2 separate regions of the Mus musculus genome follow, and region 2 is linked to region 1. The links are chromatin contacts, called in public Hi-C maps. All regions are on one chromosome and are shown on one strand. The core of a region is the stretch at or near the end of the contact, and the rest is flanking DNA. Distances in the headings are between cores, read along the strand shown.

Region 1 (2,591 bases), core at 63-2,562:
GGGGTGGGGCCGTAGTCTTGTGTATGTTGTGATCTGCGTGGTGGTCTCCTTTCTAGACTAGGTAGACATTACTGGTTAGAAGTCATTTTTTACCTAATAGTAGACTGTTTGTCATATGACAGGACAACCATGCCTTGCATATATTCTCCAAAGAATGGAGTGGGGATGGAGTCTCAGGGAAGCCAGTTGGCCTGCTGACACCGGCTCAGAGCTCTGAGCTCTGGCCTCCCTCTCTCCTTATCTACTTGGTTATCTCTTAGTTGCTGGCCCTCTTATTTATCTTCCTTGGTGTTCCCTACTTTATTGTTTTAACCCTAACCTTCCTGTTAATCTGTATCTGTTATCTGTTTTCGCTGTACTATTTGTTATCAGAATGCACTCTTCCCTGTCCCTTACAACTTGTGACTTGCGAGCTGCTCCTGCAGTCTAAGTAGCCCACAGAGAGGGGAGGGCACTGCTGCAGTTTCTATTCACATTCGTTCTTAGAATCCCATCTCTTTTGTTCTGTGTGATGTATAACACATACAGTATTGTTTCCTAGTTGAGTGTCCCAAACTCTCAGAGGTTTAACACAATGGAAGTTGTGTCACACGGGGTCACAGTTGAGCCCCAGAGGTGTAAGGCAGTAGGCGTGACACACAACTGGAGTGGGCACGGACTGTCTGATGCAATAGGGATCATGCCATGTTGAAGTCCAGGAAACAGCTGGAGTTCTTTGCTTGTGGGTCCCTGATGCACATAGTGGACACTTGGATGACTGCTGAGTGGAGCTACGGTCCTAGCAGTAGCAGGACTCCGTCTTTATGAGGCCCAGGAGAGAGTGTTACAGTGGTTCCCTGTGACTGAGAAGCCTTGAGCCTGTGTTTTATAATATGGTTTGATCTGTGCAGACACACACACGGCCCTGCCCTAGTTTGATCAAAGTGCTCCCTTTGTACCTGTGGGGGTGCATTTGCCCTCCTCAGTCTGTGCACGCGGGCCGTGCTGCACAGTGTCTGTGGATGGATTCGGACTACTTCCTTCTGTGTGTGCATTAGACACGGAGCCGAAGGCTGCCCACTCACTGGAGTCACCCCGGGCAAGGCCCAGTCTGCAGCCATTGCTCCACCCAGTGTGGGGGAACGCTGAGCGCACGTGATCACCACGGCGGTACCCAGAGTTCTCAGCTTTTCTCTGGCTTTTGCCATTCTCTCCCTTAAGCCTCAGGTCTCCTAAAACATTTTGGCGCCGGACAAACCAGGGCAACCGATCAGGACTGTACTGGCTTCAAAACTTGAAGTTCCACCTTCTAGATAACATCTCAAGTCCAGGCCAAGCAGGACACTTGCTCCCCCTACTGGCCCCCTATCGAAGACCTTTCCAGTTACTCTTCCTGGTGTGGAATTCCAGGCCCCTGGTGACATCTGCTTATAACAGTGACTGCAACCTCCCCCGCCTCTATACAGGATGTCAGGGCTACTGCACCGTGGAGGCTGTGATCAGAAAATGACTAGACACAGCTGGTCTCCCCCCCGTGGATATTTGAGGGGAGCGAGTATTTGACAGGTGATGATCATTAACTGTGTCATGAAGAATGGTCACAGGAATCTTCCTATGGAACCTTGTAAGGAGAGCATAGAGTGTAGCTGTCTAGGTAGCTAGAAAGATGCTAAAATTGTTTCCATATTGGTTTGCCCTGTCCGTGAAAATAATTAGCAGCTGATAGCTTAGTTAGTGGGGGAGTTTTCAGAATTTGGTCCCCTTAACTTGAGTGTATCTGTTCACGCTGGCGGTTACCGCAGGGCACACTGCGCTTTGTCATCGTGCTGTGGGAGCTTTTCCGGGCTCAGAGGTGCTGCTGGCAGGAGAGGGTGTGGTCACAGGGTGGAGGTGGTAATGAGCAGGCAGAATGGGGCTCCAGGTGTTTCGAGGTGAAGCAATACTACCAGGTAGACAGCCACAAATAGCAGAGACCCCCAACTGGCAGCCAGAGAATTACTTCTGATGTCTGAAAGATGATGACGAGAAACAGACAAAGATGCAGGGGATGGCTCATCGCTGTAAACGGACTGGATTTGGAATCTCTTAGGAGACACACCTCTGAGCTTGTCTCCGAGGCTGTTTCTTGAGAGGTTTAACTGAAGAGGAAAGACCCATCCCATGGGCTGTGGTCTCTGACTAAATTGAAGGTACCAAAGAAAGAAGCCAGCTAAACACAGCAGCCATCTCTTTCTGCTTATTGACTGAGGAGCTGGGGTGGGTGGGGGTGAGGGTGGGTGGGGGGTAGGGGATAGCCACTTGCTCCACACAGGTGGTCAAGCCTTCCCTGCTGTGGCAGACTGACCCATACACTGCATCTTAGAGGAACCAAAGTCTGAGGCATGTCTGCAAAGGTCTGAGGTTGAGTGAGCCCAAGAGTGACTCCTGCCTGTAATAGGAGGACAGGGACCCATTTCTTGGGGGGATAAAGATGAAGAAATACAAAGTAACCTGCCTTTCCACGAGCATACACAGAGCTACAGTCGATTCTTGCCTGATTTCAATGGCCTCTAACTACCCCCTGCTCATGCCATATCTTAGCACAATGTTCTTGTTTTTTTTTTTTGTTTTTT
Region 2 (2,591 bases), core at 44-2,543, 520 kb after region 1:
ATGGGGAGAGACTGGAGTAGGGGCATAGGCTGGCTTCAAAAGCCTGGGTTCTTTGCTTTAGCGTGTCCCATTTTGTATGGCCTCAGAGAGCCTCACTCAGATTGTGTGTTACACACAATTCCATAATTCTATAGTTTTTCAACCCACCGCAGGGATTCCTTGTGGATCATTTCATAGCTCCTCCAGAGTCTGCTCTTTTGCAGCTTGCAGAAACAGTCAGCTTTTCTTCACAGCCTTCATATGGATCCTTAATAAAATAATCTAATCCAACACACACACACACACACCGCTATCCTACCAGAGCTGTTGGAGACATTGGAGAACTTAGTCCCAGCCTGTCATTTGACAGATGAGAGAGGTGAAATGCTTATCCAAAGCCACACAACTAATTAGAGATAAAGGCAGGACAAGATCTGCTTTGCCCATCCTGGTCTTTGTGACCTGCCTCTTGCCGTTTTGATGCCCAGCAACCTCTGGCCTGACCAGTTCACAGCCATGGTCTCTTCCTTTCTGGCAGCCATTGAGCTTCCTTGCAGGAAGATGGGTGAAAACTGAGGGGGTGGGACGGACAGGCTTCCTAGCTCAGTGGCAATTCCTTCATTTATTTCTCCTTTATACAATGAAGGGGGCAGTATCTTTATTGGTTATTTTTTGTTATGATAATATGCAAAACTGACTGTAGCTCTCCATAACTCTCCAGAAACCATTTCTCTTGTGATACAGGGTTTGAACTCCTGTGATATAAGAACAAGGAATGTCTTCCATCTTTGGGACTATGTTTGGCAGTCTTCTGATAAAGGGGGCAAGTGGCTCCCCCCCAAAAAAACTTCAGTAATTCAAATTTCTTTGCAAGACCCTGTGATATTATTATTATTTTTATTATTAATTATAGGGGAGATGCAGACCACTGATCATGTGCTAAGAAATAGACACATTTTTTTCTTGTACCAACTTGCAAGAACATCCCACCACAGCTACAGTTGCCTTTAAAGTCCTCCAGTGTCACACTAAAACAGTTTCAAATAAGCCAGGCACAAAAGCAGCCGGCATGCCTTACACATCGTTCAGCCTGTTTAAAGCAAACAGACCCACCCCACGGTCCACAGACAACTAGTCAACAAGCAGGCGAAATTTCCAAACAAAAGACCAGAACATTCCGGAGCTCTCTTTAAACTGTCTTCTAAGAGCTGGAGAAGGAAACACTGGGTGGGCAGGCCGTGCCCGAACCTTTCGGCTGGGCTTCCGCACTTGTAGAACATTGGTTTATGCAGGGACCATGTGACACGGTAACAGAGAGCTCAGATCTCTAAATCTCGTTTTCCTTTGTGTCATCCTCCCTCCACCCCCTCCTGGATGGTGAGTCACCCGTCTCTGCAAAAAAGATCCACAGTTCAGTGATGTCCTAGGTGACAGCCGCATGCTCTGCCTTGGAGATTCCGCGCACATCGAGTGTGATCGACCGAGATAACAGAGGTTGGAAAAATCTGTGAAAGGGTTGAGCTGTTCCTCAGATGTGGGACATTATTTCCACAGGTTCGACAGTCTGAAGCATGAATATTACTCACTGAAACACTGCCATAAGAATTAGGAAAAGAAATCAGGACCGATTTTTTCAGGTAGGTGTATAAGGGTCCACATCGGGGATGAGGGGAAAGCCAATCACAGAGCTCATCCTAGGGAATGCGTTCCCCTCATGTTGCAGTCTGGTAAATGCTAGAATCTTGGTGACTCATTGCTTCCCCGATGTCCTTATTTGGTAGCATGCAAATAAGGAAAAAAAAAAAAAAAACACGATCGTTTCAGATTTAGATTTCCTCAAATCGTGGTGTGAGCAGCTATTTTTACTTTTGCTTCAATCACCATTCTCAGTAGTAGAAAGTTTATTTAGAGTTGTAAAAAGCTGCTTTTTTTTTTTCATTTGCAGGCTAAATTTAAATATGGAATTCAGCAACCGAAGAACTCTCTTGGTCAGATCCAGCAGTCATGACCAGGAAGTCCAGTTCTGCTGGTATCCGGCTGTCTTCCCTAGGCAGTTCTGATTCCTGGTACTTTACAAGTGCGAGCTTGGAGTCTGTCTCCATAGCGCCTCCACCTGGTGTGCTTTACCTTGCCCACAGATGCACTAGACCCAATTCTTTCACTTCTGTGTGGACTACCTGCAGGTCCAGGGACATGATACTTATTTTGCTGAAAGCAAAGACTAACTGAGGTAGCTCTCTACATCACATCCTGCATCTCCACATCCTTGGCTGATGCCAGATAAGGACGGTACCTACCCTTAGTGTCCCCAGTAGTTGTCACATCCATCCAGGACCAATACTCATGCTTCCACATAGCTCAGAGCTGGTGTTTTCCTACTTCCCAATGGCAACTGTGTGGCTGACACCTGCACAGTGGGCTCACTTGGCACCTTGGGTTGGGATACCTTCCTGTGAATTGGCTTTCAGAAGCTCGTGTGGATGACAACTCTTCAGGGACAATCAGTCTAGACTGTATTTTTCAGCCCCACCGTATTCTAATCTTGTCTCTTCCTGTTTGATAAAGCCAACTGTGGCTCCTGGGGCAGAGACTGGAGGTGCTAACTTCCTGTC

What was found. Hi-C and Micro-C count contacts between places; a contact is called where the count stands out from the background.
Region 2: a Hi-C map of bone marrow-derived macrophages shows a contact between it and region 1, with 32 read pairs. The contact joins two enhancer-like sites. A contact is called at or near these places in 1 of 39 promoter capture datasets (3T3-L1-derived adipocytes), 3 of 15 datasets of contacts at CTCF or cohesin (CD8 T cells, the NIH/3T3 cell line and large pre-B cells), 8 of 484 Hi-C or Micro-C datasets (B cells, the Ba/F3 cell line, CD4 T cells and 5 more), 35 of 115 datasets of contacts at active chromatin or transcription factors (the 230-238 cell line, the HPC-7 cell line, the NIH/3T3 cell line and 25 more) and 6 of 9 other capture datasets (adipose tissue, embryonic stem cells, embryonic tail and 3 more).

The regions. Positions count from the first base shown.
Region 1 is chr3:51,672,544-51,675,134 of GRCm38.p6, forward strand. The region is part of intron 2 of Mgst2 (microsomal glutathione S-transferase 2); the gene reads left to right. Among named protein-coding and RNA genes, the nearest start is that of Mgst2, 13 kb to the left of the region's middle. Within about 2 kb of position 1,313, at least 46 of the 459 cell types and tissues checked have an H3K27ac peak or open chromatin away from gene starts, as enhancers often do. A contact at or near this core is called in the SCID.adh cell line, bone marrow-derived macrophages, extraembryonic endoderm stem cells and 1 more, where this site is marked.
Region 2 is chr3:52,196,863-52,199,453 of GRCm38.p6, forward strand. No RefSeq gene overlaps it. Among named protein-coding and RNA genes, the nearest start is that of Gm30074, 18 kb to the left of the region's middle. Within about 2 kb of position 1,294, at least 216 of the 459 cell types and tissues checked have an H3K27ac peak or open chromatin away from gene starts, as enhancers often do. A contact at or near this core is called in the SCID.adh cell line, bone marrow-derived macrophages, extraembryonic endoderm stem cells and 1 more, where this site is marked.